Linked DNA regions of Mus musculus: all the other regions are linked to region 7. Evidence: chromatin contacts called from public HiChIP or PLAC-seq data. All regions are on one chromosome and are shown on one strand. Each heading gives the region's core, a stretch centred on a gene start, on an enhancer-like site or on the middle of the called end of the contact. The rest is flanking DNA. Distances are from core to core; before and after follow the strand shown. Region 1 overlaps Mir100hg (Mir100 Mirlet7a-2 Mir125b-1 cluster host gene). Region 2 overlaps Mir100hg (Mir100 Mirlet7a-2 Mir125b-1 cluster host gene). Region 3 has its middle 50 kb from the start of Mir125b-1. Region 4 overlaps Gm35835 (a long non-coding RNA gene). Region 5 has its middle 7.6 kb from the start of Gm40515. Region 6 has its middle 33 kb from the start of Mir125b-1. Region 7 has its middle 32 kb from the start of Gm36227.

The links. HiChIP or PLAC-seq counts read pairs in DNA pulled down with a chosen protein or histone mark.
Region 1: a CTCF HiChIP or PLAC-seq map of the NIH/3T3 cell line shows a contact between it and region 7, with 9 read pairs. The contact joins two enhancer-like sites. A contact is called at or near these places in 3 of 15 datasets of contacts at CTCF or cohesin (the NIH/3T3 cell line and large pre-B cells), 7 of 484 Hi-C or Micro-C datasets (the C2C12 cell line, the N1E-115 cell line, adipose-derived mesenchymal stem cells and 4 more) and 24 of 115 datasets of contacts at active chromatin or transcription factors (astrocytes, bone marrow-derived macrophages, cardiomyocytes and 15 more).
Region 2: a contact with region 7 is called in a CTCF HiChIP or PLAC-seq map of the NIH/3T3 cell line, with 27 read pairs. The contact joins two enhancer-like sites. A contact is called at or near these places in 11 of 39 promoter capture datasets (the 3T3-L1 cell line, 3T3-L1-derived adipocytes, cranial neural crest and 7 more), 1 of 15 datasets of contacts at CTCF or cohesin (the NIH/3T3 cell line), 4 of 484 Hi-C or Micro-C datasets (the C2C12 cell line, the HL-1 cell line, cortical neurons and 1 more), 19 of 115 datasets of contacts at active chromatin or transcription factors (the NIH/3T3 cell line, VIP interneurons, a colorectal cancer cell line and 15 more) and 1 of 9 other capture datasets (embryonic stem cells).
Region 3: an H3K27ac HiChIP or PLAC-seq map of SST interneurons shows a contact between it and region 7, with 6 times the contacts expected there. The contact joins two enhancer-like sites. A contact is called at or near these places in 2 of 15 datasets of contacts at CTCF or cohesin (the NIH/3T3 cell line and stem cell-derived epiblast-like cells), 3 of 484 Hi-C or Micro-C datasets (embryonic stem cells, gonadal supporting cells and growing oocytes), 17 of 115 datasets of contacts at active chromatin or transcription factors (SST interneurons, VIP interneurons, craniofacial prominence and 12 more) and 1 of 9 other capture datasets (embryonic stem cells).
Region 4: an H3K27ac HiChIP or PLAC-seq map of the NIH/3T3 cell line shows a contact between it and region 7, with 6 times the contacts expected there. The contact joins two enhancer-like sites. A contact is called at or near these places in 3 of 15 datasets of contacts at CTCF or cohesin (the NIH/3T3 cell line, embryonic stem cells and stem cell-derived epiblast-like cells), 9 of 484 Hi-C or Micro-C datasets (cortical neurons, embryonic fibroblasts, embryonic stem cells and 4 more), 16 of 115 datasets of contacts at active chromatin or transcription factors (the NIH/3T3 cell line, a colorectal cancer cell line, craniofacial prominence and 11 more) and 1 of 9 other capture datasets (embryonic stem cells).
Region 5: a contact with region 7 is called in an H3K4me3 HiChIP or PLAC-seq map of pro-B cells, with 5 times the contacts expected there. The contact joins two enhancer-like sites. A contact is called at or near these places in 1 of 39 promoter capture datasets (the SN4741 cell line), 1 of 15 datasets of contacts at CTCF or cohesin (the NIH/3T3 cell line), 2 of 484 Hi-C or Micro-C datasets (the HL-1 cell line and embryonic stem cells), 16 of 115 datasets of contacts at active chromatin or transcription factors (T-cell acute lymphoblastic leukemia, bone marrow-derived macrophages, differentiating embryonic stem cells and 8 more) and 1 of 9 other capture datasets (embryonic stem cells).
Region 6: a contact with region 7 is called in an H3K4me3 HiChIP or PLAC-seq map of craniofacial prominence, with 8 times the contacts expected there. The contact joins two enhancer-like sites. A contact is called at or near these places in 2 of 15 datasets of contacts at CTCF or cohesin (both in the NIH/3T3 cell line), 21 of 484 Hi-C or Micro-C datasets (LSK cells, cerebellum, cerebral cortex and 12 more) and 21 of 115 datasets of contacts at active chromatin or transcription factors (SST interneurons, astrocytes, craniofacial prominence and 16 more).

Annotation. Positions count from the first base shown.
Region 1 is chr9:41,514,056-41,516,863 of GRCm38.p6, reverse strand. All of the region lies in intron 3 of Mir100hg (Mir100 Mirlet7a-2 Mir125b-1 cluster host gene), which reads right to left. Among named protein-coding and RNA genes, the nearest start is that of Mir100, 16 kb to the left of the region's middle. Within about 2 kb of position 1,488, at least 54 of the 459 cell types and tissues checked have an H3K27ac peak or open chromatin away from gene starts, as enhancers often do. A contact at or near this core is called in the C2C12 cell line, the NIH/3T3 cell line, adipose-derived mesenchymal stem cells and 3 more, where this site is marked.
Region 2 is chr9:41,544,676-41,547,375 of GRCm38.p6, reverse strand. All of the region lies in intron 4 of Mir100hg (Mir100 Mirlet7a-2 Mir125b-1 cluster host gene), which reads right to left. Among named protein-coding and RNA genes, the nearest start is that of Mirlet7a-2, 9.3 kb to the right of the region's middle. Within about 2 kb of position 1,370, at least 53 of the 459 cell types and tissues checked have an H3K27ac peak or open chromatin away from gene starts, as enhancers often do. A contact at or near this core is called in the C2C12 cell line, the NIH/3T3 cell line, a colorectal cancer cell line and 3 more, where this site is marked.
Region 3 is chr9:41,630,642-41,633,354 of GRCm38.p6, reverse strand. No RefSeq gene overlaps it. Among named protein-coding and RNA genes, the nearest start is that of Mir125b-1, 50 kb to the right of the region's middle. Within about 2 kb of position 1,379, at least 17 of the 459 cell types and tissues checked have an H3K27ac peak or open chromatin away from gene starts, as enhancers often do. A contact at or near this core is called in the NIH/3T3 cell line, SST interneurons, VIP interneurons and 1 more, where this site is marked.
Region 4 is chr9:41,658,907-41,661,669 of GRCm38.p6, reverse strand. Gm35835 (a long non-coding RNA gene) reads left to right here. Exons shown (of 5, transcript XR_379295.4): 5 at 1,099-2,763. Among named protein-coding and RNA genes, the nearest start is that of Gm35835, 77 kb to the left of the region's middle. Within about 2 kb of position 1,444, at least 34 of the 459 cell types and tissues checked have an H3K27ac peak or open chromatin away from gene starts, as enhancers often do. A contact at or near this core is called in the NIH/3T3 cell line, a colorectal cancer cell line and embryonic fibroblasts, where this site is marked.
Region 5 is chr9:42,247,766-42,250,718 of GRCm38.p6, reverse strand. No RefSeq gene overlaps it. Among named protein-coding and RNA genes, the nearest start is that of Gm40515, 7.6 kb to the right of the region's middle. Within about 2 kb of position 1,453, at least 48 of the 459 cell types and tissues checked have an H3K27ac peak or open chromatin away from gene starts, as enhancers often do. A contact at or near this core is called in T-cell acute lymphoblastic leukemia, where this site is marked.
Region 6 is chr9:41,613,372-41,616,368 of GRCm38.p6, reverse strand. It overlaps a transcript of Mir100hg not described here. Among named protein-coding and RNA genes, the nearest start is that of Mir125b-1, 33 kb to the right of the region's middle. Within about 2 kb of position 1,423, at least 30 of the 459 cell types and tissues checked have an H3K27ac peak or open chromatin away from gene starts, as enhancers often do. A contact at or near this core is called in SST interneurons, craniofacial prominence, embryonic forebrain and 2 more, where this site is marked.
Region 7 is chr9:41,949,706-41,952,405 of GRCm38.p6, reverse strand. No RefSeq gene overlaps it. Among named protein-coding and RNA genes, the nearest start is that of Gm36227, 32 kb to the right of the region's middle. RefSeq lists an enhancer at 1-2,700. Within about 2 kb of position 1,340, at least 231 of the 459 cell types and tissues checked have an H3K27ac peak or open chromatin away from gene starts, as enhancers often do. A contact at or near this core is called in the C2C12 cell line, the NIH/3T3 cell line, SST interneurons and 13 more, where this site is marked.

The sequences.
Region 1 (2,808 bases), core at 239-2,738, 440 kb after region 7:
AGGACTCTGGTGGTTTTCAGACACATACAAGATGCTCTATGACTCCTCATAGGCAGATGTCATTCCACCTTTCCAGGCTTTAATCCCTCCTCCCTCTCCCTCTCTCTGTCTCTCTCCTTCTCTCTTTGTCTCACGCACGCACACGCACACGCACACACATGCTTCCTCCAGTGATGATCAGCATGACTGGTGAGTTTGCAATCATTCAACACCTCTTTCTAGAGCAGTTTCCACCCTCCATTCCCAGACAGCTCCTAGAGTCTATTCCGTTAGCACTCCTCCGGTGAACTTGAAGTCCCAAGAGAAGTCAGGTTGGTGTGAGTTTGTAGTTTCCACAGAGTCCAGCACTTAGCCTGTGAGAATCATAGGAGGTAGTAACACATAAAGAAAGAACTGTTGGTGTTGAGGCAGGGAGGACTATGCTAGTGTCAGGGGGGGGGGGGAAGCCCTGGCAGGATCACTAACTGTTCTTAACTCATCCTCTAAAAGAAGAGTATATCATATTTGCTCTGAAGTTTATAAGGGGACTATTTGTAACTAGTGAAATGCAAATTCATCAGGGGAATGGTGGTCAAAGACAAAACAGTACCTCCATAGTGGGATTCTCTGTAGCTACTATGAAGAAAGACTGGGTCATTCATGGTAGTACACACTGTAATCTCAGAAGTTTAGAGGCTGAGACAGGAGGATTGCTATCAGGTTTCAGGCCATTCTAGGCTACACAGTAAGTTCTGGGCTTGCCTAAAGTGCATGAGCACTGTTTTTGAGAGGAGAGAAGAGGAGAGGAGAGGAGAGGAGAGGAGAGGAGAGGAGAGGAGAGGAGAGGAGAGGAGAGGAGAGGAGAGGAGAGGAGAGGAGAGGAGAGGAGAGGAGAGGAGAGGAGAGGAGAGGAGAGGAGAGGAGAGGAGAGGAAGGGGAGGGGAGGGGAGGGGAGGGGAGGGGGAGAGGAGGGGGGAGAGGAGGGGGGAGAGGAGAGGAGAGGAGGGGAGGGGAGGGGAGGGGAAGGGGGAGAGGGGAGAAGAGGGGAGGGGAGGGAACAATCGATTAAAAGAAAAAAGATAGACACAAAGAACTTAAAGACATATATTAAGGGTAAAAAATGAGCTGCAGACTACTTTCTGATTCTCTGTCTATATTTATATTCTCAGATTTTGTTCTGGTTCATGACAGGTTACCAAAAGGTAGAGAATGAAATAGGCCAGTAACATAAGCTGCATGGACTGTGCACATGGATAGAGTGCTGGAAGAACCATCGTTACTGCTATTGCCATTCTGTGGGTTCAGTGGGGAGGACTGGGATTCCTGTCTCTCCAGTGTCTGGCACACAGAAGAGAGGGGCTGACTGACTGAGCAAAAGAAAATTGCTCAATGACTGACCTAACCAGGAATTAATTGTTGAGTCAGAAAATAAGGACACAAGTATGAATCACAAAGAATCTTATGTATTGTTTGGACATTTGAGTGGAGTGAGGCCACATCATCCTTTGGGAAGTAACAAGGTTAGAAAGTTCAGAGGCTGAGATTCCAGAGGAGTGTTTCTTCAAGTGCAGCCCCAGGACCACCCAGCCAAGTCCCCTGGGAAGTTGAGTAACCATTAAGATTCCTGGGACCCACCCAGTTCTGAACCAGATTCTTTGAGATGGTGATTCAGAAATAGGGGTTGCCTATGAACACAATTCTCTCTCTCTCTCTCTCTCTCTCTCTCTCTCTCTCTCTCTCTCTCTCTCTCTCTCTCCCTCTGTCTCTATCTCCATCTCCATCTGTCTCTGTCTATCTTCTGTCTGTGTCTCTGTGTGTGTCTCTCTCTCTGTCTCTCTCTCTAACTCTCTCTCTCTCTTTCTCTCTCTCTCTCTGTTCCTGCCACTGGTTGTGTGAACTGTATGCATTTAGAATATACAACTTGATGTTCTGTGACATATATATATATATATATACATATATATATATATTAAAATGATCAACTCTAATTACCAGGCTCCATCTGCTTGCTCCTGTCTTACCTCTCCTTCCTTCTGCCTCTCTCCTCTTTCTTCTTCTTCCTTCTTTTTTCTCCTTGCTTCTTTTCCTCTCTCTCCCTCCTTGCTTTTTTGCTTCCCTCTCCTTCTTTCGCCTTTCCTCTCTTTATCTCTGTCTCTCTTCTGTCTTTTTCAATGGAAAAAAAACACAGAATTTACCCACTGAGCAAAATCATAACACTGCTAAAATGTCCATCCCATGCAGAAACATACACAGATCAATGTAATCTCTATCAAAACTCCAATGTCATTCACCACAGAATGAGAAAAATGGAAACCCCAAAATTCATCAGGAAACACAGAAGACCCCAAATGCCCAAAGCAATATTGAAAGAAAAAAAAAACCCCAAAGCCAGAGGTATTATACTTCGTTATTTCAAAATATGCTACAAAACCACAATAATCCAAACATTGTGGTTCTACATAAAACCACAGATAGATGCATAGATAAACAGAGCATGATAGAAAGCCCAGAATGATATGCCTTATAGTAAATGTATTATTTTCACAAGGTGGAAAGGATTTACAATGGAGAGACAGACAGACAGACAGACAGACAGATTGACTGACTGACTGACTGACTGACTGACTGACTGACTGACTGCAGGGTTAGGAAATTTGTTTACACACATGCAGAAGAGTGAATTGAACCCTTATCACAAACTATATACAAAATCAACCCAAAATGTAAAACTTAGCTATAATGTATGGAACTCTAAAGCTGCTAGAAAAACCAAACCCAAAGTAAAACAAAGAGAACCCACTTCACTTGCTCACTAAAGCCTGTGTGGGC
Region 2 (2,700 bases), core at 121-2,620, 410 kb after region 7:
GAAACCGCAGCTTGTAATATAGCAACCCCCAGTGTTAGTTTTCTACATAACCATTTCTGTATCTTGATTTCTATTAGCGTATTTTCTTCTCATATTATGTGACATTTAGGAACAAACAGAAATCATTTAACCATAAATTGGTAAGCAGGTATAAAAGGAAAAACCAACATCCAGCCTCCTCCTCCACAAATACTGTCCCATAACCAGGAAACATTATACACATGTGTGAGAGAATCATATAGAGCCTATTATTCTGTACAATTGATATATATATATATGTATATATATATATATATGAAAAGGTGTAAACCTAGACAATTTACAACATAATTATATATATTAAGATTATATTTATTATATACAATATACATTCATTTATATTATTACATAATTATATAATTATGTCACCAAATTATAATATGCACACATATTTATAAAGTACATGAAAAACTGTAGAATGGACTACAGTTTTATCCATTTGTCTTCGAGGCATGTTCTAAAAGCTGATGCTGGGATTTGCTTTCCTCCACCTTTTTAAAGATCTATCTTGACTACAGTTTTTAACCACTGTGTCCCAAAGTTAATTGAGCAAGAAACCAGGTAAGAAATTTTAAGTCTTCCTGAAGCAATATCTCTTGATTTGCCTACACCTATTTGAAAGGAGCCAAGTGCCAGGTTTGAGTGTATTTGATTTTTAAAACAGAGCATATCGAAACCAACAACATAAATAGCTGTAATTTTTTAAGTCCTAAAAAGGCTATTCAAAGTACTATCTGGTAGAGAAATTACAAGATGTTTCTAGAACACAGAGGAAAGAGAGTCCTTAGAAATGTTTTTGCCAACCTAGTTATAGAAAAGCAATCTTCTAAAAATATAATTTCTCCCAATGTTTCATTTGTCTAGATGAATGTGGCCCACAGCACAGAAACAAATCCTTAATAAGGTTGAAATGAACAGTGGTTATACTTTATTTATATTAGGTTTGTGTTTCTATAGCAATTTTTAATTTTTTTCTATCTTGTCTAACATTTTTAAATTTCCCAAGCGGCTGGGATACAACTTGAAAGTAAAACAATTAAACCAGTCACCATCAAAGAGTGGTCTTGATAAGGGCAGCAAATGTTTATTGGTCTCACAAAACATCATATTTACGATTTGCTTGTGGTAGAAAAACAAATTCACTATCAAAGAACTCTGGTGCTCTAACTCTACATATTATCAAGATGCTGGAGAGGAGCTGGAGGGAAGCTCTGTGCTTTTAATTTACTTCTATTTAGAAAGAAAGCCACTTGAGTCACCCTGGCTTGCTTTCCTTAGTGTGAGTCATAGTGCATTTCCTTCAGTCTCTGAGTGTTTCTATGTAAACAAACTATGTAGTTCACTTGGGGATAGAAGTCACAGTATTTGAGATTACAAAGACCTATTAGATCATCCGGTCTGGCCCACAAGAGATAGTCTCAAGATAGAGAACACAGCCATTGGTCTCTGCCAGCAGGTCAAGAAGAAGAAGTTGGCAAAAAAAGTTTTTTTTCCATGCTGTTTTGGTTTTTAACTTATCTAATAGTGCTTTGGTCACTTCCCAAGTGGGCTAGTAAAGTTACCATCAAGCAGCTGTGCTTATCTGAATCTCTAACCTTCCACACACCGCCATTTGTTGGAAAGATGATCTTGTTTGCAAAATATGAACAGTGAAGACTCTGCTCTTTAAACCTTGCAAGCACTATTCTGTCAGTGAAGAAAGCCAAGGGCTCAGTTTTTGTCTACTGTTCTTCAGTTCTTTTTCACTAAGCAGAGAAATCAGACGTTCCAACCCGACCTTAACAAAGCGGGAGTGGGGACCATAGAACACAGTGTGGTTGCGATGTAGTGTTTTACAAAGCAAAGTAGTGTCCATTTCTGCTTTCCATTCTTCATGGACTCCAGTAAAAAGGTGTTGTGATAAGGGGTGATGTGAAACAATAGGAATCATAAATCAATAAAGGCAACATCCATTCTGACAGCCGTCTCCTTTCTGAGTTCTTAGTGTCTTATTTCATGTACAGATGACAGAGTCCACTTTTCAGGATTATACCCATATCATATCAATATTACTAAAACAGTAAGAGCCACATACAAACTAAACATATCTGCAGGCACATGTGTACAGGCACGTGTGTACAGAGGAAAAGCTAACAAGGAGTAGGGAATAACCTAATGACCCAAAAGATAAATTAAGAAAGAAAAAAAAAACAGATCCAAACATTATGAAACATTATTCCCATTTGCTGAACACCAACCAAGGTAGCCCTGGAAGAAAATATATTTTTATTGAGTTAGAACTTCCGGTGTCAGCAGTGAAAGAGATTACTTTATGTTAGAATTGCTATGGGAGAAAAGTATGGTCCTTGACTTCCACAATCTGCATCCACAGCAAAGCTTTGCATTCCATTTCAGCATATTACAGATTTGAGGATTTGGTGGGAACTCTATACAACTCTCCATGGGCAGTGAGTTCGCCCTTTGCCGGGTTTTCTCGGAATGAAACGGGAGGCAACAGATATGGTCTCTGCCCTTTCTACCCACAAGGGTTTTTGTGAAAGACAATCATGATCATCTCCCACACCCCTGTCTCCTACGGGATGAAAAGTGGCGGTACTTGGAAATGCAGCGCTTCTGTTAACCTGCCTATGTTGGCCTAGAGTGAACTAGAGTTTGGAGGAA
Region 3 (2,713 bases), core at 130-2,629, 320 kb after region 7:
CACAAGAGCAACCAAATACAAGACTCCAGAATAGGGCTAAGAGTTCCCAAGTGAGTGTGACTCTGGAGCAGGATAGGCTGGATTCATTAGTCTTGAGGGGATTCCTTTGGGATGCTAGAATGATACCTGTGAGCCAGAATGAATGCTAAAGCACAAAAATTCCTGTTTCTACTTCTAGGGGCTGAGAAGTCCAAGAGAGTACTTTGTTATCTGGTGAGGGTCTGGCCACGGCTTCTTAGACGGCACTTTGATCACAGTCCAGGAGAGGGAAGAAGTGATAAAGAGGGTCTAGCCAGTTCCCTCCAAACTTCTTATAAGCTCTCAAGCCTCCCTCACGAAGGTAGGTAGAGCTTTTATGACCTACTTACTCCTGACTTATGAGAATTATCATGTTAGAGTTCCAGTGCCAGCCTGCTCATTTTGGGATGGCCACAAACGTTCATACTATGGCAGGAGAGGAAGTCCTGTGGTTGATAATCCTGTGATGACCCAAAGAAAGATGGGAACTGAGTTGTGTACAGATGATATCCTAAGATCTCTGAGACTCTGAGACTCATCAAATTCTCAAATAGCACCTCATGGCATGCCTACATCCACCCCAACACTTCAAGACATGTGAGACTCTGTGTTTTTTCAAATAGCCATTGTACAAGTAAACTCTGGTTATTGGAAGCTTTTCTTGTTACTCTGAGTCAGTACTGCCACTACCTTGCAGGTACTTACGGGAAGTTGCAGTCTTTTACCTCACAGCAACTGGGACTTGGGAAGGGGAGTTAAAACCGTATCTCTCTCTATTTGTCCCAGACTTGAGAGCTTATGTTGGAGTCAATGGTAAAGATACCTGGTTGGAGAGAGTTTAGTAAGAATGGTACCTAAGGTTTCAGTTTTCATTAGAGAGTTAGCGGGTCAGCCAATGCTGGCAAAGTTGGGTGGGACTGGGTCACAAAGGGTCATGCGTGCCAAGTTAAGAAGCAGAGGGTAGACACTGGCCTTAGCCACTTTGACTTCTGTTAGGATTCTAGCAGTTGAATTTGAGCACAGTTAGCATCTGGGTTAGTCAAAGTCCTCACGAGTGTGTGTTTTCCTTCCACCTGTACACAATTCTTAAAAATAAACTCAAGCATCCTCCAGGAAATAGAGAGAGAAAGGGGTGGGTGGAGATTTATTGCTCAGTTTTGAGTCCCCAGTAGAGATATTTGATGTTACATTCCTCATTGCTTACTTAGTGCTGCTCAGTTCCTGTGCTTTCCTGGGCCCTGGTTCCCCATCTGCAAGTGAGAGCATCGTGATCCATTTCAGATGTGTGCTTCATCATTTGGAGACAAGCTATCTGACTACAAATGCTCTCAATGTCCTCATCAGATTGTATGAATAATTCATGGGTGAGCATCATGTGGGACTGGATTATATTTGGATATTTTATGTTGATAGTTCTTAAGCCAAGCTGCTGTGACTCATCACAACCTTTGGTAGCATTTTTCAAGGGTAAAGAACATGAAACACAAGGGTTCATTTTAAAGAAAAGAAAATAAGGAAAAGGAAAAAAGAATCAACATTAGGGGAACTGAAAGCACAGGGCAAAAACCCCAGTGGTTGGTTTCATATATGTTTAAAGATCATTAGTCATAAAGAAAGGAGTCTGGGACAAATAGAAAGAAATAAGGTTTTCATTCCCCTTCCCAAGTCCCTAGTAACCACTATTCTACTTGACTTCCAGGAGCTCAAGTTTTCTATAGTTCGCATAGAAGTGAGATTTATACAGCATTTGTCATTCTGTGTGTGGCCTGTTTCCTTTAGTGTCATGTTCTCCAGACTCATCCGTACAGTCAATGGCACTGTGGTTTCTTCTTTTGTGAAGTCTGAATAGCAGTCCCTGTGTGTTTGCAGTATATCTCTCATGTCCTTTCATCAGCTAACTAAACACTCAGGTCTGCTCTGAGTCTTGGCTATTGTGGAGAGTACAGCAAGAAAATCTTGCAGGATACGTATCCTTTGGGTATCCTAATTTAAATTTGGATATCTTTTGCATAGTGATATTGCTGAATCATATGGGAGAACTCTTGAATTTTTGAGGCCTCTACATACTCTTTTTCTGTAATGGTTGTATTTATTCACGTTTCCATCAACAACATTTTATTTGTTTGTTTTGTGTATTCACTTTACATCCTGCCCACTGGCCCCCTCCTGGTCACTGCCTCCCACAATCCTTGCCCCTATTGCCCCTCCCCAACTTCTCTGAGTGGGTGGGCTCCCCCTCAGTATCCTCCCCACCATGCCACTTCAGGTCTCTGTGAAGCTAGGTGCATCATCTCCAACTGAGGCCAGACAAGGCTACCCAGCTAGAAGACTATACCCATATACAGGCAACAGCTTTTAGGATAGCCCCTGCTCCACTTATTCAGGACTCACATGAAGAGCAAGCTGCACACCTCCTACATATGTGCAGAGAGACCTAGGTCCAGACCATGTATGTCCTTTGGTTAGTGGTTCAGTCTCTGAGAGTCCCAAGGGTCCAGGTTTGTTGATTCTGTTGGTCTTCCTGTGGTGTTCCTATCCCCTTAAAGGCTGCAATCCTTTAACCTGTTCTTCCATAAGAGTCCCCAAACTCCATCCAGAGTTTGGCTGTGGGTTTCTGCATCAGTCTGAGTCAGCTGCTGAGTGGAGCCTCTCAGAGGACAGCCATGCTAGACTCTTGTCTGCAAGTATAACAGAG
Region 4 (2,763 bases), core at 195-2,694, 290 kb after region 7:
ATATGATAGGTAGATAGATAGATAGATAGATAGATAGATAGATAGATAGATAGATAGATGATAGATAGAAGACAGATGGTAAAGAAAACAGTACCGACACATGATTAAAGGAAGACAGAATATAGATAGGAAGACAGAAAAGTAGATGGTAGATAGATGGCATGTAGAAAATAGATAGTTGATAGATAGATAGATAGATAGATAGATAGATAGGTAGATAGATAGATAGATAGATAGATAGATAGATAGATAGATAGATAGATAGATAGAGTATAAGGCATTGCCTTTATTTCCTAAGTAAGACCACTGAGGCAGAAGATGACTTTCCCAGAGTTCTACAGATTACAAATGATAGAGGCAGCTTTGGACCCTACAAGCAGCCTTATCAGTGGCTATAGACCATCTTAGACCAGTGGTGTAAGCAGAGGTGATAACGGTGACTGTAACAGCAGGAGTCCTGCTTAACACTTAGGAAACAAGAGCCTAGAAAATTGTGGATGTGCTACATACAGGATCTGCTCTTGTCCTCACAACAGGACATATCACATTATCATGACCAACATCACCACCATCCCCACTGTCAGGAGTGGCAGCACTGGATTGACAAGGAGCCTGTCTTACCTAGAATTGTAATGAATATGTAAGCCCTTACATTTTAAAGTTGTACTATTACTGTAATGAAAACATGACATATGAGCACAGAGGACTGTGTGGTCTGACACTTCATTTGACTTGCATCATGACCAAAGAAGACACATGGCTTTTGCAGAAAAGACCTCTCTGGAGTGGCCTATTTTTACTACTTTCTGAGTGAGGTGTTCAAAGTATACCAGTCCTGAATGGCAGAACATTGGGAACCTTGAGACAGACTCTGTGACTCACTGTAGGGATGCCTTCAGGACTGCGGATGTGAGCAGGCCGAGTTCCTTATTAAGTGATTCATCCGTCTCTCTGTAGTCGGGTAGATTTCTTTTCACGGTTTGTGAAATTTTCTTTCATAAGTTTTCTGTCTACTCTGTATAAAACCAGCAATATCTTTGTTTTCCCCAGGAAAAATCTTTGTCCCCTTATAACTTATATTCCATTCTGTTTTCTTAGGTGTCAGGCCACCACAATAACATGCACTGTTTGTGAAATGGGAATAAATCCCATCTGAGTCTAAGGACTGTGGACAGATACCATGTCTGTCCACATAACTTGTTTCAGACTCTTCCCCTGCTCACTTCCTTCTGAGTGGCCTCTCCCGTGCAAGTGTGGAGGCTAAAGAAGAATCAACTCTCCAAGCAACCTCGATGAGAGAAACGAGCTTTGGATACTTCGAAAGCCTCCATGCCGTGGACCAGGAAGATGACCTGCTTGCCACCCTTTCCCCTGTGTTTATACATTCCAGAGTTCTGCTCTTAAGTATACTTTGAAAACTCCCTTGGAAGAAACCAAATATGCCTTGTTCCAGGGTTGCTTTGAATGTTTTCAGCTTGTAGTCATGGTTGACATAACCTAATTCAAAACATATTGGAAGCACAATGGCACCAAACCTGGGTCGGGAGCCTCAATGTTTCTCTTGAATGGGTTCACTTGTTTTCTCTTTTGCTGTAATTTTTTTTTCTCCAAACTCACAGTCAATGTTTATGATTTGTATCTGAGATATAGCTTCAAAAATAGGCATGCTGCTAAATTTATGCTAAAGGAGGTAAGAAGAAAAAAAACTAGATAAAGAACAGGAGAGAAACAGGGGGAGAATAAAATTGAACAGGCAAAGAGGAGCCGGTGAGAAGTCCCAGTAGAGAAAGAGCTCGCTGTGCGAACCTGGAGGCCTGCGTTTGGTTCCTGGACCCCATGTAAAAATGGAAGGGAAGAACTGAAGATACATAGCTGACCCCTGACCTCTGCATGTCAGCCGTGGTGTATCTGTGTGACTGCATACATTCATTACACACAGGAAGAAAGTAAAAAAGGAACATTAAAATAGGAACCAAAGATTTACTAGACTAAAATTGATCCTAGAAACAATTTTCGGTACTGGTCCAGGGCATTGATTGACAGGCAAAGCCCCCCATTTGCATCCTTAGGGACACTGAGATGGTCGAGCTGGCTCTTGCATGTCTGCCTGGGCATCGTGTCGTCATGCGAAACAAGTCTGTCCTCCATGCATAACAGTGCAGCAAGTCTTTGAAAAATATCAAAAATAAAATTTCCATGTGATTTCCCCCAAATTTTACTTTGGGATCTATATATCCAGAACATTTGAAAGCAATATCAAAGCAGATAAAGAAGAGTTATTCACAGTAGCTAAGAGGTAAACATAAGTCAGATATCCATTAACAGATGAGTGGATAAATAAAATGTGGTACATGTACACATGTATACACATGGAACTACTATTCAGCCTTACAGAAGAAGGAAAGTTTGAAGCATGCTAAGGCATGGATGTCTGTTAAGTGGAATAAACAATCACCAAGGGAAAATTCCACAGGAGTCCACTCATGTGAAATATCTAGACTAGTCACATTCATAAGAAGAAAGTAGATGGGGACTTGAAGGAGTAGGGAGCTATATGAGGTACAGTGGGTGCAGTTTCTGTGTGTAAGGATGAAACATTTTGGAGCTGTATGCTGGTGAGAACCAAAGACACTGAACATGGTCAGCCTTATACATATGACATTGCTTGGCTTATTTTGTGCTGTCTTAGTCAGGACTTTGTTGCTCTGAAGAGACACCGTGACCATGACAACACTTATAACAGAAATTTTTGTGAATATTTTA
Region 5 (2,953 bases), core at 204-2,703, 300 kb before region 7:
ATGGGAAACTATGCAGAGATAGAGTCTGCCTCTCAGGAGACAGCTGTAGTCCAAGATTGGGTTTCAATCCTTGGTTACCTCAGTGCTGGTAGGGGAGATACCTGTCTACAATTTTTTAATTGTTTTTTTTTATGTGCACAGATGTCTTGCCTGTGTGTCTGTCTGCACACCGTGCACATGCAGTGCTCAAGGATGCCAAACAGGCATCATGACCCCTGCATCTGTAGTTTCAGACAGTTGTGAGCCTCTATGAGTGCTGGGAATTAACTGTGTCCACTGCAAGGACAACCAGTGCTCTTAAATGCTGAGTTCTCTCCAGCCCCTATGTCCAGTTTTTATAAGAAACTGTCAACTGGATTCCTGAGCAGTTGTATCATCCTATAGTCCCACTACCAATGTGAGAATTCTGCTTTCCCCACAGTCTTACTAACAATATTGCCAATCTTTATTCTCAAGGCATTAGTGTGGATCAATTTACATTTTTCAACGACTAATACAGGTAAACACCTCAAAAAAAAAACAGATTACTACATCTTTTCCTATATGTTCAAGTCTTTTGGCCTTTTAAAAACCAAATTGTTAGTGGTGGTGGTAATTGTAGTAGTAGTTGCTAGAGTCTTATCTAAATCTCCCCAAATGTTCTGGATTCTCAGTGTAGACCAGGCTGACCTTGAACTTGTGTCAGTTCTGCCTCCTGAGTGCTGGAATTACATCTGTGTTCTAGCCAGGCCTTCTATTGCTGTGAATAAAGACCCAAACATCACCGAGGGAGGTCAGGGCTGGAACCTGGAGACAGGAACTGCTGCAGAGGCGGTGGAGGACCACTGCTTGCTGGCTTGCTCCTCCCAGCTTATTCAAAAACTGCCTTCTAGAACCCAGGACCACCAGCCCAGGGGCAGCACCCCCCCACAGTGAGCTGGCCCCCTCGCCCATCAATCGTCAAGAAAATGCATCACAGACCAGTCTAATGGGGGCATTTCCTCAACTGGTGCCCCGTGTCCCAAAAGTATCCTAGCTTGTGTCAAATTGACAGAAATCTAGCCAACCCACCACCCACACCCGGTTTTGCTTTCTTGATTTACAGAGTTCTGTATGTAGTGACACAAACGTTTCTATGTACCTGTTAAAAGATCTACTCCAAGGTGGCTTGTCTTTTCATTGCCTTGATAATGTGTCTTAAGGAAAAATCTTGAATTGAGGTTAATAGCAACAGAACACTTCTGTCTCTCGGGACTGCATTTCCTGTCTTTTTAACGCATCTTCACCATCCCCAGCCTGTGAGCTGTGGTTTTGTTGTTGTTCTGGTGGTGTGGGGGGCGGGGTGTTCACCTTTTGGACAGGATCTCACTGTGTAGCTCCCCCTTTCTTTTCTTCTTTCCTTTCCCATGTGGTTCAAAGTTCACCAGGTCTGACAGCTATGACTAAGGCGAGGTGTGTCCTCTGTGTTTGGGTGTGACTGACTTGTAATGGTTCGGTCCCAGACCTTTCAGTCCACGATCACAAGGCTCTTTCTGGGTGTGGTCAGGGGGAAAGATCAGCCAGGAGCCTATGTGGGGCAAAACCACTCCCCTCACACTGGCCTAAAAGCATAGAGCCAAGTTAGTCTTTTAAGAGAGGAATTTTTTTTTTTTTTTTTTTTTTTGGTTGGTTGGTTGGTTGGTTTTTGAGACAGGGTTTCTCTGTGTAGTCCTGGCTGTCCTGAAACTCACTTTGTAGACCAGGCTGGCCTCGAACCCAGAAATCCGTCTGCCTCTGCCTCCCAAGTGCTGGGTTTAAAGGGGTGTACCACCACCGCCCGGCTAAGAGGAAACTTTTTAAGTTGTCGATTGTTTTCTTCAGATTCAATGCATTCTTTTTCAAAGATTTTGTTCCTTTTGCGGTTTGGTTTGTTTTCTTTTTGTTTAATGTATAGACTTTTTTGCCACGAATTGTTTAAACAGTCCCCTCGTCACATATAAGATGTGCAGTTGTAGTTCCTTAGCGTAGTATAATACTGAATTGTATCTTCCACTTTTCTTGCACAGTCTGAGTGGGTGTTTCTGGCATTGCTTAACCCATGTTACATTGTGCTATTTGACTGCAGCCTTGGGTCTGGGTGCTCCAAACGGGCACTTTGCACAGTGCATGTCCATGCTGCGAGCACCTGCAAACACGCCTGAACACCTCAGTTCAGCTTCTAGCCCACTGTGTCTTAGAACCACATTGCTTACAGTGCATGCGAAGTCTCCTCTACGTATGATGGTCTATGGATAGCGAGAACTTTGGTTGTTTTGCTGCTGTCACTACTCAGCATGTGAATATCAAACTAGTACATCTTCCAGTTGGAGTGTGCCAAAATGCTTGATTTCAAAACTTGCTGTTTAGTATGATGATCTCAGTGTCATAAAAATTGTGAAAAAAAAATTTGGTCTTGGGATTAGAACAGAATTGCTAACAATTTCTGAAATAGTCCTAAATATACTTGTAACATGTATTTATGCAAAGCAGCGCTCTCAGAGTTGATGAGTATAACATCAAACTCAGGGCTGGAGAAAAGGCTCAATGGTGGCGTGCTTACTGCTCTTCCAGAGAACACAGGTTTGTCTCGCAGCATCCAGGCTGGATGGCTCACACCTACCTGTAACTCCAGCTTCAGGGACTCTGACACTGTCTTCAGACCTCCACAAGCACCTGCACATATGTAGCAGACACTCCCACAGACACACACTATTGCACATAAATAAACCCTGTACATAAAAGCGAAGTATCAGTCAGCTTGGGAAAGCATCAAAGATGCTCCCAGGATCAAATTTTTAGCCTGGATTTAATTATTCATGGACAAATAAGTGCATTTGTGTCATTAGTATAAACACTTGATTTCTTCTTCAATAAATAATAAAATTCTAAGCCAATTGTTCTAAACCAACTATTGTCTTAAGTGAATTTCTGTATCATTTATTGTCATTCGATACTT
Region 6 (2,997 bases), core at 174-2,673, 340 kb after region 7:
TCACTCTGTTATCCCTTGAGCCTGTTTTTTCACCCTCATGGTCAAATAACTCTAGCTTGCTTTCCTACAGCTATTGTAACCAATTGCCCAAATGTGTGTCCAAAACTAAGATTAATTCCTTGTCACACAGTTCTGGAAGCCCTAAGTCTGAAATCAAAGTGGTTCCTGCTTTAAGGGCTCACAGTGAGCCAGTTCCATGTGTGTCTTCCAACCTCTTGTGGCTAGTAGAAGTTCCTGCTTCTGGGTCCATACGACCTCCCCACTGTGTGCCTTGTCTCTCCATAGTCTCTTAGAAGGAGTTGTGTTATTGGACTTGAGACCCCTTGTTATCAATGAAGCTCTTCTTTTGAGAGCTCCTCTGTGCTATAAAGTCCATAAAGATCTTCCCGAACAATGTCTCATCATGGGTTCAGGATAGATCTTTAGGTAAGTCACTGTGGACTTACAGGTTTCATAAGATCTATGTCAGTAGGTTCTTTTGTTCCCCAATGTATTATAATCTCATACTTAGACATATAATTGTGATACTATAGGCACTTTCAGTAGGTTCTTTTTAATGATCTTTTGTCTACTGTCACCCTGACCTATCTCTTATTCTTTGGTTTCTGTCTGGCCATTTTAGCTTTTAATGCTATACTGGAACAACCATTCAGAGACATTTTAGCTTCGCCTCTTCTGTGTGTGTCAAAAAGACAAGCATGGTGATGATCAAGTGATCTTAATATGCCTGGTAGAAAAATCCTGTTTTGCTTAAGTTCTGCACAGACAGCTGAAAACTCATTAATTTAACTGCTTCTGGAACTGTTTATAAATTCTGAAAGAATGCCTTACTGGAGTGCTCCATATCGCTACACTCCTTAGGTGTTTTATTTGTAGGTTTTAAAGAAGTAAATAACAAAGAGGAGGCAGTAGGTCTTTCAAGTGATATAACGTGCCTGGTTTTCCAGGGAAACACTCCCTATTACGTGTGGTCAATTTCCATGGAACCAGCCATTTGGTGTAGTGAGAATTTTACCCATCCTGGAATCTCAAGTTAAAAAAAAAATCCATTGTAATATCAGTATATAGCTGTTTTATGTTTACTCCAGCTGTCTCTAGCCCTTTGCTATTTCAGCATTAAACTATTCCATGGCATTAAAAGATACATTCCCATCACAACAACAATAAAAATACAATGACTACATTTTACAAGAAAGATATTTTATTAAGAAATTCATAGGTATGATTCCGTTTTTAAAAAACAAATTAGAAGTGGAAGCCATGTTTTCCACTCCGGATAATCCTATGGATCCCTGCCTTCTTCCTCATTCAGGGTCAAGGTGTGGCATCGTTTTGCAGAAGACATCTGCCAGCTTTAAGCTGTGTGGGGTTTGTATTCTGTGTCTATCATAGGCACCTCCTTATTGCATCTGGGCTTCAAAAATAGAAGCTTAACTCAGAGGGAACTAGCCATGCAGTCTCCTAGCAGTAAGAACTGCAGTCTTCTGAGATACACAGAGGCTCCATCCTCAGCAACCGCCTTGTGGAGTTGTAGCCAGTCTCCTCAAATACCAACACAACGCCTGAACAAAGTAAACCCCACTCCAGGAGTGCCGAGCTCCCGCCATGGAAAATCTCTTAGTGTGCTACTGGAAAGAGAGAGAAGGAGATGTCATAGAGCCCCAGCCATGTCATCAACACTTGCCTTCAGACCTGTTTGAGGAGAGTGACTTACCACCTTGTTGATTCCTTATAGAACTTCGAAGGGTCACCAACAGCTTACTCTTGGCTGTTGAAATACCTTTTAATATCAAGTCCTGCGTATTATTGTTTCAAAGAAACCAAAACCTACACTTCTCCTTGTGGATAACAGCTCTGGTTTCTACAATTTTCCATCCCTAAACCGACTTGATCCTTTTTAATGGTGCTCATGCCCTCAATCAGGGCTGTGTAAACAATCCATATTACAAATTTCATGAAGACACATGTGAACATTTACCAGGCTTTGGGGAGACATTCCCCAGTTTAAAATATCTAGGTGGATTTTCTTTCTTGGAGCTTATCCGGTCCTAGTAACAGGCAGAGAAAATATTTCCCGTGCCTGTGAGTATTTGGGCCTTTCTTTGTGTGCCTCGATCTTTTCCTTCCATAAAGGAAAAGTGGCGTGCAGTACACTGGGGGCTGAGGGGGGTTTGCAGAAGAAAAATGATGTGAGCAGCAAAAGCCCTGTGGCTGGAGGATCAGATTCCAAGCAGAATTCATTCCTACACTTCCAGTCGTGTGAAAGCGGCAGCCGGTGTTCCTTTTCACTGTATCTGCTCACTTAATTGTTTCTGTCTGTTCATTTCATTCTTTGTGAAAACATTAGCCTAAGGGACATTGGAAGAATCAAAAGGTAGGTTTGAAGTTGAACAGGAAATGAACAGTGGTATTACTGCGGCATTAAAAGAAAAGCTGAGAGCCAGAAAGAAATAGGTACAATTTTAAATGCAACATGTCTGTTCTCTTGTTGTTGTTGGTGGTGGTAGTTTTTATTCTGTAAAAGTCAAGATTAAAAACAAAACAAAACCAAAAAAAACACTTCACAGGCCCTGTGTTTTTACACTGCTAGGCATCTAACAGATGATCTAAGGTATGTGCTAATGAATTTAGCTTATACACGATGAAAAATCAAGAGATTTTGAACTATTATGCAGGAATTTATAAAACCCTGGATGGATTTCCTGACTGCTATAATTATTTAATTCTTTCAGAATTATCCCTCTCCACCCCACAAACCTCCTCTTGCCAAAATTATCAAGATAATTAAGGAAGGAGTGGGAAGGTCAGAATCTCAACCATTTTGAATACCAAGCTGACCAAATAATTCTGGCTCTCTCTGCTTCATTTGTAATGGAATAGTACTTGCTTCTGCTTGGTGTCATGTATGTGCGAGCTGCATTTGATCTCTGGCAGGAGACAGTCTTCAGACGGAATGGGATTTGTCCTCACTCCGGTTGGCCACGCATACCGCAGCCA
Region 7 (2,700 bases), core at 91-2,590:
GCCCCTGGCAAGCCTGCATCTTTTGACCAGTGTTTTGCTCTTTCTATTAACCCCTTGTCACCTGTGGAAAGCAGGTACGTAGGAGCACATACAGTTACCCAGTAACACCTAAGAACCTCCATCTGGTAAGGAAAAGACAACTGAGACTGGAGCCTGGGTCTTGGATCACGGCTGACCTGGAGTGACAGGAGGCAAATGATGGTCCCTTGACACCATGTTCCCAGAAAGGCTGAGAATGGCTTATCTGTAAGGGCTGGAGGCTAGGGCAGAAGCAGGCTGGGGGAAGGAATTCCTCACTGAGACCAAAGGTGGATTCTACATCCCTCCCTAGTCTGTACTCTTCTCCCTGCCTCTGAGGTCCTAGCTGTCATTGTGTGTAACGCTGACACGCACACGTTTTCCTCTGACGTATTTGTACACATATATACTTCTTGCAAACACTTGTGCGGAGTGTTAGGCACTTGGCAGGCAAGCAATGAATAACTTGGGGAAGACTGAACAAAACGCTAAGGTTGTATGTCATGGCTGTCAGTGAGGTCCCTGTTCAGAGCTGGGATCCACCACTGGCTTTTTGAGGGTGGACGAGTTACACAGAAAGGGATGGACAAGCTCTGCCTGACGACAGTAGTATCTCTGAACTCTGGAGCATTCTCAGACCTACTGCACAACCATAGCAGGAAAGAGAGCTGGTTGGTGGGAGTGCAGGGCGGGAGCTGGGAAGTGGTTTCTTTGTTCTGGGAGATTTCAGCCGGCACGAACCGCAAATTTTACTGTCTGCACACCAAGAGCCCCTCCCCTCCCCCTTACCGCCTTCCTTTCCAACCTGAGAATTCATTCGCTGCCACCCTCGGTCTCTTCCTCTGCCCCAGAGCAGTCACCAGGGAAAGATCTCTTTGTTGAGAACACCCCGAGACAACTCAGAGTTGCAGAGTTCCCAGGGCACTGCCAGGGTTGCCCTCCGAGGAGAGTGGTCTCCCGGGCACAGACCCCCACCTGTTGATCTCTCCTTTCCCCGGGGGTGAGCGGCAACTTGCATTGTGCCGGGATCTCACGCGTTTCCCCGGCAGGCTCGGCAGATGGCGCTCATGAGCAAAGCCACCACGGTCCCTTCCCTGCCCCTCCCCACCGTCGGGGCCTCGCTGGGCTAAAGCAAAAACAGATGTTTTCATCATTTTTGGATCTGGCACGTGACTTGCAGTTCAGCAATGTGCCGACAGAACCCAGAGTTGTGTGTTTCCTTCATCTCCCGCAAAATAAAACAATCTTCCTTAAATGAGCGTTCCTCTAAGTGAGCCTGCGACACACGATCTCTTTAGCACAAGGGGTTGTTTGCTTAATGGAACTCCAACTGCGAGTGCCCTGCTAGCCAGTCTTGGGTCTATAATTGGGAAGAGGTCCTTTTTCAGAGAAGACAGTGAGCGGCCAGACTGGCTATCTTTACCTTAAGGGCTGGGGACAGGCGCTAGCGTTTTAAAAATAGCCCTGGTCTGGCTGGCGAGGAACCTGCCTTGCGTGGGTGCATAGGGGTCGCGAACAAAACAGGAAGGCCGAGGCGGCGCGCCCTGTTCCCCGCGCCCACGGCAGGTGGCAGCATTGGCCCGAGCTGGCCTCTGCCACTGGCCAAGCCCAAAGAGGGCCCTTTTACTTTCGGTGGCCTCAAAATTATTAGTTCCAGATGAATTCTTGCGATTGTAATATTTGGTTTAACCCAATCGGCCCGATTGCGTCAGCGTACGCTCACACTCAGCCGTCTGAAGTCTAACCAGACATCAGAGGCTTGTTTCAGGAGTGTCAACATTCCTCATCCTTTGAAAGAATTAAAACAAAAAAACGCAAACGCTGATTTATCCCCAAAGGAAAGGGGGGCTGAACAGACGTGCAGCTAGGGTGACCAGAGGGAGTGAACGTGGAGATTCAGGCGGGAGTCAACAGTTGAACCTTGACGAAGCCTGCTTGGGGAGAATTGGAGTTCTTTGTCGATCTAGGACGGACCTCTGGGTTTTATGAAGGTTGGGGCGAATAAGCTGAACTGGTTTGTGAGACAAGAGGCCTGGAGTCATGTAGACTGCTATTGCCAGGCACAGAACACGCTGAGCCTCTGTTTAACCCTTGGCCTGGCTGCTCCTTCCAGGGCCAGACACAGCCTCCTAACAGCTGTGGGGGATTTCTGAATCTCCCTTAAGGATGCAAGCTGTGTTTCCTGAGGATAGCAGCCCACACCCCAGAGGACCTCTTGAAAAGATGAGGCCTCCAGCAGACCTTGCTGAGTGGACCCGCTGGAATGATCATATGTCTTGTAAACAGCCCTTTGCGTGTCACACACCAGGCAGGGATGCTTGGGGACCCATTCTAGTAGTCTCGGGTTTTACAGGTGTTATCCTATGAGATTAAAAGACTGCACGCTGAGTGCAGGGGCACTGATAGTTAAATCTGGCCACAAGACACACAGTTCCACCCACGAGAGCAGAAAGGGTGCCCTGCCTCCCTTGGCTGAGCTGGAATGACTTGTCCTCGGAAAAGAAGGTCTGGTCTTTACTGTGCGGTCCCCATCCATGCATTTTTTTTTCCAATCTGTCTTCAAACTCTTCAAGTAATGTGGTCAAGGAAGCTAGGGAGATTTCTGCTAGCTAATTTCAGGGAGCTTGCCGGCTTTCAAGCAGGTCTCTGGCTCAACTCGGTGCTGATCAAAAGCCAGCACCC